Linked DNA regions of Sus scrofa: all the other regions are linked to region 1. The links are chromatin contacts, called in public Hi-C and HiChIP or PLAC-seq maps. All regions are on one chromosome and are shown on one strand. Each heading gives the region's core, a stretch centred on a gene start, on an enhancer-like site or on the middle of the called end of the contact. The rest is flanking DNA. Distances are from core to core; before and after follow the strand shown.

Evidence for each region. A called contact is a pair of places that touch in the nucleus more often than the background predicts. HiChIP or PLAC-seq counts read pairs in DNA pulled down with a chosen protein or histone mark.
Region 2: a contact with region 1 is called in a Hi-C map of embryonic fibroblasts, with 4 times the contacts expected there. The contact joins the promoter of NSRP1 here to the promoter of SLC6A4 in region 1. A contact is called at or near these places in 2 of 5 promoter capture datasets (fetal liver and liver), 21 of 47 Hi-C or Micro-C datasets (alveolar macrophages, blood, embryonic fibroblasts and 12 more) and 2 of 2 datasets of contacts at active chromatin or transcription factors (alveolar macrophages and skeletal muscle).
Region 3: a contact with region 1 is called in an H3K27ac HiChIP or PLAC-seq map of alveolar macrophages. The contact joins the enhancer-like site here to the promoter of SLC6A4 in region 1. A contact is called at or near these places in 2 of 5 promoter capture datasets (fetal liver and liver), 6 of 47 Hi-C or Micro-C datasets (embryonic fibroblasts, epiblast stem cells, omental adipose tissue and 2 more) and 2 of 2 datasets of contacts at active chromatin or transcription factors (alveolar macrophages and skeletal muscle).

What each region holds. Positions count from the first base shown.
Region 1 is chr12:46,326,088-46,330,389 of Sscrofa11.1, reverse strand. It overlaps SLC6A4 (sodium-dependent serotonin transporter), which reads left to right and starts at 2,013. Exons shown (of 14, transcript XM_021067521.1): 1 at 2,013-2,685.
Region 2 is chr12:46,208,653-46,212,954 of Sscrofa11.1, reverse strand. It overlaps NSRP1 (nuclear speckle splicing regulatory protein 1), which reads right to left and starts at 1,753. Exons shown (of 7, transcript XM_003131784.6): 1 at 1,653-1,753; 2 at 355-448. The coding sequence starts at 1,672. It overlaps MIR423 (microRNA 423), which reads right to left and starts at 1,430; the gene lies at 1,351-1,430.
Region 3 is chr12:46,224,824-46,229,125 of Sscrofa11.1, reverse strand. All of the region lies in intron 2 of NSRP1 (nuclear speckle splicing regulatory protein 1), which reads right to left. Among named protein-coding and RNA genes, the nearest start is that of MIR423, 15 kb to the right of the region's middle. Within about 2 kb of position 1,900, at least 2 of the 83 cell types and tissues checked have an H3K27ac peak or open chromatin away from gene starts, as enhancers often do. A contact at or near this core is called in alveolar macrophages, where this site is marked.

The sequences.
Region 1 (4,302 bases), core at 764-3,263:
TCCCCCACTGTGACTCTAGCCCATGTTGACCCTCGCCTGAAACACTGCCTTCCCCACGCCTCTCCCACTCAAGGCTCCTGACTGCCCTCCAGCCCCTCTCCCTGACCCCCAAGGGCAGAAGTTGTGTCTTCCGCAGGGCCTGGCAGGAAGCAGGTGCTCAGGTCATGAAGGGGCGATGATGGAGGCGGGCAGCTGGGAAGGGTGCTGGGCTCCCTTTTCTTGGGCACTGGGTGACATCTCTCCACTCACCCTGGTCAGGAGGTGAGAAGGGGCAGTCAAGTGGAGCCCCACAGGCAGTGGGGAGAGGGTGCTAGAACTCTGGAAGGGAGGGAGTCGGGATGATGCTGGAGGGAGGGCACTTGTGGCATGAGCGTGGGGAACAAGGCAGGGAAGGGTTCGCTTTAGGGAGAAAAGAGGCTGGATTTGTTGAGGTGAAGGTGGGGCAGCTGAGGCCAAGTGGTCTCTAGGATGACACCCACAGGGACAAAAAGAAGAGAAAGCACGTGTGTAGAGAGATGAACTGTCTGCAACAGCTTTGCACGGGTTGTGTCAGGGAGGCAGTGAGGAAGGAGGGAGAAGTCCAGCCTGTGTAATTGCAGTGTTCTTTTCTGATTGCACCCCTCAGCCAGCAAGCAAGAGAGGAGAAGACTGGCCTGGGGTGGTTCAAGGTGGGAGAGAGAGGGTGGGTGAGAAGTCTCCCTGGGGAGGAGAGGGCACCGATGCTCCTGGACACATCAGCTCCTTCTCTCCCCACAGCTGGGCAGTGCCCACCATTATTATGATCCCTGTGAAGGGAGCCAGAGGTCCCTGGGAGGCTTACTTGCTAGGGCAGCACAGCACCAAAGAAAGCAGTCCTGAGAGGGGCCGAGTGGCTGGGCAGGAATGGGTAGTAGGATCTAGAAAGAAGGCCAGGAGGGGTGAACGGTTAGTGAGACTGTGGTGTTAAAAAGTCGTGGTGAGCCAACGTGCAGGGCGGACTGAGTGGAGACAAGAGCCTTAGCCAAGGGCTGGAGTCACGCGCTGCCTGCTGCCTCCCGCCGCCTCCTCAGAACCTCACCTTAAGTGCCCCTTGTTCACACAGCGCTTGCACATTGGGTTCATCTGAAGGGAGGCGCTGCCCAGTGTGGGCCCCGCCACCCCGGGATCTGGCCACAGGATGAAATTCCCAAGTTTGCCCAGGAATCACCAGCCAGCTCACCAGAGCCCTCTCTGAAGCCCTCCCCGCGTTCCTTGCAATGCCCACCCTGGCGTCTAGGTGGCACCTAAACCTCACTCTGATTACTCCCGAGTTGGGGCGCCGCCCACGCCAGAGGGGAGTGGGGCGGCGGGGTGGACAGAGTTGTTCCAACTCAGTCCCTCTGGACACCGCCGGCTTCACTCAGCTGGGTACCAGCTCAGATTTCTGGGTTACATTCAATCCAAGTTACGCGGGCGGGCGCTTCAAACTTGTCCCTGTTTCCCTTCTGCCTCCTGCGTGGCTGAGACTCCGGCCTTCTCCGGGGAGAAGTGGGTGTGTCAGCGCGCTCGGCTCAGCCTCAGGGACATCCCAGAGCACGTACTGCATCTGTTCTTTTCAAGTGTAAAAAATAATTTTACTGAAAATATGATAATATGAAGTTCATCTTTAAACATGTGTTTTTTTTTTTTTTTTTTAATTATCAAAGCAGTATCTTCATCTGGTCCAACACAATAGACTCCTGTTGAACCTCTTCAGATAATGAAGATACTCGAAGAACTTCATCCACCAGCCGGACGCCCCGGGGACGTAGTTTTCCAAATCACCCTCCACCACCTTCCCCCCCCCCCCCGTACCCTCTGTTCTGATACCGGTTAGAACTTGTGTCTGATTCACAAAATGGAAAAGAATTCTTCATTCATTCATTCTCTCTGCAAGTATGGACTGTGAGCCTCTAGGTTGGGCGCTATTGGAGGCAGCTGGGATGGTGAGGCATTAGAGAAGATTCCTTCTGGCTGAGCTTACGTCCCAGCGGTAGAGCCGGACGAAAGCCAGGGGCTAAGTCCTAGCAAGAAAAATAGGGCAGGATTCGGGATGCGGGTGATGGGAGGTGTCAGTGGCCAAGGGAGATCACTCTGAGAAAGCGATACTGAGTCGCTTATAAACCTAAGTAAAATCTGGGGAGCCACTGCTGGGGAGAAACTACACCTGTGGGTGGTGGAGCAGCCCCTCCCCCGCGAGGTTAACGAGCGCGGAGGTTAGGATTCTCCGCGGCGCTCGGCCGGCTGCCCGCCCCTCGCCGCCCCTCACCGCCCCCGGCTCGCTCGCTCTCTCAGCGCTGTCCCTCCCGGGGAGCGAGGGCGCGCGTGCGTGCGTGCGTGTGTGTGTGTGTGTGTGTGTGTGTGTGTGTGTGTGGAGGGGGGTGTCCATCACCTCCCCGGGCCCCCCCTCCCACCTCGGCTGAGCGCGCCCACCCCCTCCCCAGGAGGAACGCCGAGCAGCGGCCGCCTGCGGAGAAACGTAAAGTTTCTGTGGCTCAAAGTGACGCAAAAATTCTTCAAGAGCTCTTTGGCGGCGGATATCTAGAGATCAGACCATGTGAGGGGCCGAGAGTACAAATACGGCCGCGCGGGCGCCGGCGCCGGCACAGGCAGCGGCGCCCGGTGCCTCGAGGGCGCGAGGGTCGCCCGCGTCGGAAGCCCGGAACCAGCCTCGCGGACTCCCGGCAGGTGGGTCCGCCTTCCTTCTGGCTTCTAATGCCTTCTTCTCTCCAGAACTTCTTCCCGCGCGGCCCTCCGGGCACTGGCGGGGGGACCTGGGCGGTGGGCGCCGTGCTCTGGCAGGGCGGGCGCGCAGGGAGTCGGCAGCGGGGACCGCGGGCTGGCGGGCGGCTCCGAGGGCTCCCTCGGCCCCGGCGGCCGGCCTTCGGGGGGTCCAGCCCGGGAAAGCCCTTCAAGACGGTCTCGGGCGAAGTGCCGTCCTGCGCTGGGGGGAAAGTTGCTTTACTTTCAAGCCGTAGCTTTTGTTTGCTCTTTTCTGACCGCCATCGCGTGCCGGGGACTCTGTGCAGGCGTCCCTGCGGGGAGCGTCTTGGCCGACGAGAAGCCCAAATGCCTAGAGAAATCTCGGGATGACACTTAAGTGGGACGAGTCTCCGTGCGCTTGGGTGGTTTTCACTGGTAGAACCGATGCACGCTCAGTCGGTCATCCTACAGGCCATTCACAATTTATGTGAAACTCAAACTCCAGCGAGCTGTTTTACATGGTTGAAGCGTGAGACCATCAGTTGTTTGAAAAATGTGTACATTCATATTGGCTTTTGAAAGGGCTGTCTGGAGCTACAGAGCACTAAGAAGCACATTTCTATTCGCCCTGGGTCTTCTGCATAATGAATTTCTATTTCAGTTGGGGTTTGGGGCTCTTAAGAATTTCAGAGGGGTGGAATTTCAGAGTCAGACATTACAAAGGTTTGAGTGTATGTATTTTTATGATCAATTTTGTCCAGAAAAATGAACCAGGTCAATGGATTATTTATGAGCCTGCTAGCTCTCATCATAGTAAGACGGGATCAAATATTTAATGTGTTTTGCCTTCAGTTGCATAGGAAAAATGTCTAGGAAAGCAACTTTGGGACCTGTGTTTAGTGAAACGGAGGGGCACCATGGGCTCTTGGGGTTTTGGATTTGGGGAGTGGAGGGAAAGCTTCGACTCTAGGTCTATAATCTGCTTTTGTGTGAAGCCACTGGTGCTCAAAGTTCAAGTTTTCCTACCACAGACTCAGGTTGGGGCGGCTGCTTCCAGCATGGATGATGAGAGGGGGATTCTTATGGGGTTTGTGCAAGCTGTTTGGGGCATGGGTTTTCCTTTTTGTGACTGAACCTGAATAACAGCAGATTGAAACTGCTTCACAATTAATCAAACGTCCCCTCAACACACAGGTGATCCACCTAGGACATTTCAGAGATGTGACGCCAGCACAGATATTTAAACCCATTTCTTTCAGTCTCCTTGCTTAAAAATATTTATGGTAGGGGCGGGAAGTGGGGATGGAATAACGTTCAAGTTTTAATGGAACTGGCAAAAGCTCAGAAATTCCTTTTTGGGGATTTTTTTAGAGTTGTTTGAGCATTTTGATGAAACTCGGAGAGGCATGTCAATGAGTTTCACAGAGTGGGGACTTGATCATGGAATGGGGGTGCTTGGCTGGAGAGTGTTGTGTCTTACAGGGGGCTTGCAAAAACATCCTGGGTGTCTGCTTCCAAAGAGAAAGACAGACAGTTCCAGAAATGAAGCCAGTAAACACAGTTCCTTCTCCTTCATACTCCTCGAATGGTATAATTTGGGAG
Region 2 (4,302 bases), core at 504-3,003, 120 kb after region 1:
AAGAAACCTCTCTGCTAATAAAAATTCTAGGAAATTGGCAACATCTTAATAGCTCATTTCCAGGGATCTTTACACCAACAATTTTGTTATATCAACATTAGTTATCTGAAAGTACTTTGTATAACTGCTTATAAATAAATTCTTAGCTTCAGAAAAGAAAATCTCTTAATTATTCATGTATCAAAAAAAACAGTGCTTTCTTCTTTAAATATTATTTTTGATAATTGTGTAAATAATATTCTAGATATACTGTATTGACAACTAAAGCAAGCAAAGACATCAAATTCACAAGTTCAATTTTTTAAAAAAATATATATTTCCAACAATGCGGTAGAAAAACATAGGTTCCCTTACCTCATCATCATCATCAGAATCATTCCCAAACACTGAAGGTTTTTGCAAAACAGGGTGCAACTGCTGTGCTTTCTTTGGCAAAATAAGCCCATACCTGCATATATTTTTTTTAAAATAGAAATTACACCATTATGTTTAAACTTTAAAAAATAATACATCCACTATCTCTTTCAGATGTAACTACCAAGTCAAAACATGTTATATAGTCTAGGAACATATAACACTGGTTCTCATTTTCAACCATCTCAGAGTTCTAATATGCGCTAAGATTTTATAATTATTACTCTAAATGATTACTTGTGGTCACCGGCCAAAATCAAAATACCATTTTAACCAAAGAAGTGAATGAAGAGTTCAGAAATGTTTTATATGGTGAAATGATAGTAAGATTTTAAAAAGAACATGTTAGTGGAAAGCTCAGCTGATGTCCACTACAAAGAAAAACACTCTAAAGTATCCTCGTGGTCTAACAAGAGTAAAGAAAAAAAATTATTTTCTCCCCTACTGAGTGCTCACACAATTTTAAAGAAGTTATTGGATAAAGGTTAATGTCACCCATGGAAAAACTTTTGAAGGTTACATTAACTGAGAAACCCAAACAGCCATGGGCAAATTCCCATTACCCTTTATTAAGCCCACTTGCTTTGTCTTGGAGCACCTGAAAGTACCATCCCATCAGATACAACTCATTTAGTTTCTCACGTTGGCCTTTAAGATACAGAAACCACGGGAAGCCGTATCCAAATTGAGGATTGTACATCAAAAGTAAAACTTGCAAGAAGATATAACATTTCTCTTTTGCGGCAATATATGCCCCAATTTCCTATATGCCTACCCTTTTCTGTGGCTTCTCAGCACAACATTCCTAAACCGAGAAGGGAGGGCGGGAATCAGAACTTGAGTTGCCAAGGAGAACAAGGCCCTATAAGAAAGCCAGGAATTGTCTCTTCTCATTACCCCTGAAAGCATCCAACCGGGGAGAAACTCAAGCGCGGGGTAGGAAGCAAGACTGAGGGGCCTCAGACCGAGCTTTTGGAAAATAGAAAAGTCTCGCTCTCTGCCCCTCAGCCTAACTTTCTTTATTTCCTCACAAGTTTCTCCCTCAAACTTCGGGCTTCCATCCTGGAAAATGTGGGGGGGGATGGGAATATATGTTCCTCAGAATTTCTCGCTTTTCCCCGTCTCTATCCCTGACGACACAGCCCCTTCACTTCCAGCGCATTTTTACTCCTCGGCCAAAGTCACAGTCGCCGTGGTGTCTCACTTCCCAGCCTAACCCTAACTCCCGGATCACTCACTGCCTGCCCGGAATCGCCATCTTGCTCCCGTCTCCGCTGAACGTGGCCGACGCCGACGTGACGCTGACGCAGGTAAGAGCGTCGTTACGTGAACTCTCGCGCGGCCTTAGGCGGCCTGGAACCCGCCTACCCGCTGGGTTCGTATTTTCAATTGCTTGGTGCAGCTGGGTGCCAGGTTGTTCGGGCTTGGCTTTCGGCATTGTTTGAAAACCGAGGGACTGCCTCCACACCGGTGGGAAGAAAGGAATGACAAAATTCTAGGCCAGTGATTCCCAGAGTGTGGTCCTGGGGCCAGCAGCATTGGCACCATCCAGGAATTTGTTAGAAATGCAAAATTTCCCACCCTATTTCACACCTACCAAATCAGAAACTCTGGGATGGGGCCCAGCAATCTGAATTTTAAGGAGCCCTCGAGCTAATTCTGACACTCTGGTTTGAAAACCACTGCCCTAGGCTATGGATTTTTTTTTTCCCCTGAGATATTCCGTTTGCGTATATCTGGCTCAGGATAATTTGCAGAAGATCAAAATCCTTATGCTAAGTATCTCATATTCGGACAGAAATGATTAATAACAATACCATGGTACTACTGGGTGGGTATAGGATTAAAGTCTTCTATGATACTTTTAAAAAAATTCTAGGCACGCGTTTCACCTGTGCACCTACTCACTTTTGGCCCATTCCAAACTAGTCATACAGCAAGTGAAAAAGATCTCTTGAATTACCAACAGGAATTACCTGACAGAAGATGTTAAAATCTCCAACTATAATTGTGGATTTGTCTGTTTCTCCTTTTACTTCTGTCAGGTCTTGTTTCGTGTATTTTGAAGTTCTGTTATTAGATGTATAAATATTTAGGCTTGTTATATCCTCTTATATTGACCCCATACTATTAAAAAATGATTCTCTTTATTCTTTTATTTTTATTTATCTTACCTGATATTAATATAACCACTGATTGTTAGCATAGTATATCTTTTCCTATCCTTTTTTATTTTTTTTAATTTTATGGCTGCATCCATGCATATGTAAGTTTGCCTGGCCAGGGATTGAATCCGAGCTGCAGCTGCTACAATGCAATGAAAGTTAAGAGATAAATCCTAAATTCTCATCGTGAGGAAAATTTTTTTTCTTTTGTATCTATATGAAATAATGGATGTTCACTAAATTTATTGTAATAATTTCATGATATATATGTCAATTTATTATGCTCTACACCATAAACTTATACAGCACCGTATGTTAATTATGTCTCAATAAAACTGAAAGAAAAAAAGATCAAATTAAAAAGAATCCATAAGCACACATTCAGTTAGCTGTCAGAGTGATGACATCATCACACATCATGAAGCCTCTGAAAAGCTTTATTGTACTCTGGTGTGAGGATAAGAGTGAAAAAAGCAAATAATGTCCTAGTATTGTTAGAAAGATAGTTTTGACCTGGAAAATCCCAAAAGGGTTTAAAGGACCTACACATTTTAAGATCCACTCTTCTGAATGAATTAATGCTGGGATGTATTACATAGTTTTGCATATAGGAATGTGCTGGATATTTTCTCCCCAAAGTGATTAGGGCAGGACCAGATACAAGCCAAATATGAAATCTGCTTAGGGAACAGTGAAATACATATATATACATATATATTGGTTTCTGCCCCTGGTTCCTTGGGCAGAGCTGCTAAAACCATTGTGAGTTACAAGAGCACTGAGAAAAATTTTTGTTCTGATATTTGATCTTCCACCCTGGTTCCTGATGTATTTTGTTCCAATGAGGTAACTCTGGGTGGTCTTCTGGATAGTCTCAGGGTGGGGGCTCATCACCAGAGAGACCATGCCATGATTAGGAGTTTGGAACTTTCTACCCAACCCCCATCTTCAGGGAAGGAGAGAGAGGTTTTAAACCAAATTAAGGATTGATCATGCCTACATAAAAAAACCCCAAAGCATGGAATTCTGAGGGCTTCCAGGTTGGTGAACTCATCCACATGCGGGGAGAGTGGTGCACCCCAACTTCCTGAGGACAGAAGTGCCATTCCTGACGCCACCTGTGTATCTCTAGTTGTTTATATGTATGTTTTATCATATTCCTTATTATATAATAAATAGGTCAATGTAAAAAGCATGTTTACCCACATATTTACCACTTCCAGCATCTCCATTGCTTTGTGTAGAACCAGATTTCTATTTCATGTAACCATCTTTTTTAAACCACTTTATTGTGATGTAATTCACATAGCATGCAATTCACCTGCTTAAAGTGTATATAATTGAATGGTTTTTAGTACATTCAGAGAGTTATGCTGCCATTACCATAATCAGTTTTAGAATACCTTCAATACCCAAAGAAGAAACCATGTACCCATTAGTTACTCCCGTTTTTCCCCAAACTCCCCAACCCTAGGCAACCAGGAATCTACTTTTGCTCTCTGTAGACTTGCAGTCATATCAGCTTTTGAAGTTGTAAGTATTTTGAAACTCCATTATTAGATGTATAAGTATTTAAGATTTTTATGTCTTTTGTTTGTTTTGGGGTTTTTTGGGGGGTTTTTTTTTTTTGGTCTTTTAGTCTTTTGGGGCTGCACCCACAGCATATGGAAGTTCCCAGGCTAGGAGTCCAATCAGAGCTGCAGTTGCCTCCCTACACCAGGGC
Region 3 (4,302 bases), core at 651-3,150, 100 kb after region 1:
TAGCTCTAATAAGACCCCTAGCCTGGGAACTTCCATATGCCACAGGTGTGGCCCTAAAAAGCAATAAATAAAAAATAAAAACAAAACACCATTACAAACAAACTGCCTTTCAGAGGGAGTACATTATAATGTTTAAAAGCTAGACTATGGATCAGACAGATCTTCTGGGTTCAAATTCTTCCTCTATTTACCTAGTACTCTGTGTGTGACATAGGTCAATTTACTTCTTGACAGCTTAGATTCCTTGGCATAAAATCTCTCCTTTTCCTTTGTCTTCTTCCCTTTTAAACATGCACAAATCATCTCCATCCCAGGAAAAAAAACATCAAAAAGGAAATTTCCACCAACTCTCAACATTATTCCTTCTATCATCTCCATCTCCTCCTTTCTCTTCCTTGTCAAACTCTTTGAACTAAGATCATGAATTAAATCAAAGGAGTTAATGATCATATAATAGAACAATAAAAGGAATGGAAAAGAAGCCTGCAGAACTAAGAAAATATACTGAGGATGAAAATACCATTAATGGAGTTCCTGTTGTGGGGCAGTGAATTAAAAATCTGCATGGGCAGGAATCAAGAGCACTGAGGCTCCCAGGTTTGAGAAAATGACGAGCTTTTTGGTCGCAGGAACTGGTCACATATAAGAGTAAATATAGGAGTTCCTGCTGTGGCACAGTGAGTTAAGAATGTGACTGCAGCAGTGGGTTAAAAGCTCCGGCACTGCGTTACTGCAGCTGTGGTGCAGGTCACAGATGTGGATGGGATTCACTCCCTGGCTTCCATATGTGTGGGTGCAGACATTAAACAAACAAACAAGACATCATTAACAACACCAGTAGAGCTAATAATTACCTAGAAATAGCAAGAAGCAAAAAAGACATTTAAAATAATCATGATTGATACAGAAAAAAAAAGACAGAGTAATTCTCTCAAATATCTAATGCTTTCATTTTACCAGACTCTACATTTTCTTGATCCTTGTTATCTTCTAAATTAACCTGTAATATACAATCTGTTAGGTAAACTATTTATCACCTTTTTCCTCCTGCTACAATGTAAGCTCCAGAAGGGCAATAGCTTTGTTTTATTTCACTTGCTGAGCAGGGAATCACTAAATATTTGTTGAATGAACTAATGAATGCACGACGATATGGAAGACGAAGGTGATTCTCCAAAAAGATAAAAGGTAAAAAACAAATGGATCAGAAAAAGTATTGATATGATGACAGTAAATTTCTATGAAATGAAAGAATAGTTATATATTTAGGGAAAAAGCAATAATGTATTCCCGGGGGGAAAAAAAAAAACTCAAAATGATTTGCACCAGGAGGTCCCTGGTGGCTCAGTGGATTAAGGATCCAGCATTGTCACTACTATGGCTCAAGTCACTGCTGTGATGCAGGTTCAATCCCTGGCCTTGGAACTTCCATTTGTCGCAGGTGCAGCAAAATAAATAAATAAATAAATAAAATTGCACCAAAACACACTGAACTTAAACGATATAAGGAAAATACTCAGAGTTCCCATCGTGGCTCAGTGGTAACGAACCCAACTAGGACCCATGAGGATGTGGGTTCGATCCCTGACCCCATCCAGAGGGTTAAGGATCTGGCACTGCTGTGAGCTGTGATGTAGGTGGCAGATGCAGCTGGGATCCCGTGTTGCTGTGGCTGTGGCAGAGGCCGGCAACTGTAGCTCCAATTCGACCTCTAGCCTGGGAATTCGACCTCCATATGCCGTGGGTATGGCAATAAAAACCAAAAAGAAAGAAAGAAAGAAAATACTCATCATCTGTCCAAGCCAATAAAAAAAGTCAGTCATTGAAAGTTGGGATAAAATAACTATAGTATTGTATTTCCTTATTATAACATTCAGTCCAGGGAAAATGACTAATGTCTACGTGGTTTTGAAATAAATTGTTATTGCAGAACTACTGTATCCATTCATTTACATGACCTAAGGCAATTTTTTTTTTTTGTCTTTTTGCCATTTCTTGGGTGACAAAAGAACAGACAATCAATCATTCCTTAACAGTTAAGAATTTAGGAAATAATACTCCTATGACCACATGTTGAAAAACTACTCAACAATGAAATTAAGCTGAAGACCTCAGAAATGGAAAGCACTGACTGGTAAAAGGACTAGTAGTGTGCACTGAAACAAATTAAGTAAAAAACCAAGGAACACAAAACACAGAATACAAAAATGTTTTTTCACTCAAAAAATTTAAGTTCACACTGATGCTAAAATAATTAAAATTTAATACTCATTTATGATAAAAATTCCTAGTAATCTAGAAATAGTAGCTAAAACTTAAACATATTTAATTTAGAAATTTTAGAAGCATTTTTCATTAAAGTCAGCTACATAAAAGTTTGTTACTATCATTGCTTCTACTTATCTCTACATTGTAGTTTCTAAGCAATATAATAAGACACACTCATAATCATACAAAGAAATAAATGTGAGGTAAAAGAACTGCAAAGATAAAATTACCCTTATTTATAGACAATATGATTGTCTACAAAGGAAATCCAAATGGATCATCAAGTATACTATTAGAACTACACAGGTGCTAGAATTAAATCAGTAATAACAAAAACAGAAGCTTTTATACATACTAGTAATAATAATTTAGGAAAAAATTCCCTTTACAACAGCAACAAGGACAGTAAGATACCTCGGAATAAATCTAACAAAAAATGGGCATGATTTTTACGGATGAAATGGTAAAACCGTACTGATATTAAAAAAAAACCTGAATAAAGAAACATGCCATCTTTATAAAATGAGTAAAATATTAAAATATCAATACTCTTCTAATCTATAAACTCAATGCAATTCTAATCAAAATCCCTATAGCTTTTTCATTATGAAACTGACGGTAACAATAAAATTCATTTACATGACCTAAGGCAATTTTTTTTTTTTGTCTTTTTGCCATTTCTTGGGCTGCTCTTGCGGCATATGGAGATTCCCAGGCTAGGGGTCCAATCAGAGCTGTAGCCACCGGCCTACGCCAGAGCCACAGCAACGCGGGATCCAAGCCGCGTCTGCAACCTACACCACAGCTCATGGCAATGCCGGATCGTTAACCCATTGAGCAAGGGCAGGGACCGAACCTGCAACCTCATGGTTCCTAGTCGGATTCGTTAACCACTGCACCACGACAGGAACTCCCAAGGCAATTTTTGAAAATAAGATAGGATACTATGGTGGAGAACAGGCTGAAGAGAATAGCAGACAATATATGATGCTGTAGGTCAAAAATAAAGATTTTGCTCTTCATCTAAGAGCAATGGGACATCAACGGTGATTTTAAAACCAGTAAGATGAGTTTGTATACAGTGTGCAAAAATGTGTTGGAGAGGATTAAAAGACAACCTGGGAAGCCACTGGAGACGGCAAAGTATGGACCTAAGAAAAATTATCTTCTCCAAAATAGCATGAAAACACTGGCAAAAATGTTAGAATCGGCTTTTCCAGAACTCTGGAAACTAAAGGTCTACAGTAGTCTAGGGAGCACTTATTCAAGGATAAACAGCTTAATCTTGGTAAGAACTTTGTGGTGTTTTGTTTTTTGTTTTTTAATTGCCCACACCCATGGTATGTAGAAGTTCCCAGGCCACGGACTGAATCAGTGCCACACCTGTGGCCTGTGCCACAGCTTTGGCAACGCCAGATCCTTAACCCACTCCACCTCACAGGAACTTCCTGCGGTGTTTTAACTTGCCCTATTTCCATTATGCCCTCCCTAGGGCCATGGCAGTCTAAAAACAAGAGATCACAATCATAGTAGAAAAAGCAGCAATCTGGCAGCCACTGCAGAGGGCAGATGAGGTTCCTTCAAGACCCCTATGCCAGAGAATTACTGGATCCGTCTGGTGGTTCCCTGGAAGACACCACCCATAAGGCTCTTTTATTTGACTTGACAGAGTTGTTGATATAAAATAGCATTTCCCCCTGGGGGTATCTGTCAAAAACAAAGACAACTGTTGAACCTCAGGGTGGCCCAAGGCAGTGGGTAACAGTTGCAACAGCAGAGGAAAACGGTAAGTTAACCAAAAAGCTTTAACTTAAAAAAAAGAAAAGCAAAAGAATACAATGTCCTTAGAGGGCTTTGAAATCTCCAACATATTCCTGGGGATTCATGGAGACCTCAAGCATATACAGACTTTTGCACGTGATAGGCCTAAATTCACAAGACTGATCCTGAGGACTGACATGAGGCTCTGCACAAAAAAGAAGTGAAGGCTAAGGAAAGGTTGTAAACTGCCTGGCTATGTATTAAAGGCTCACC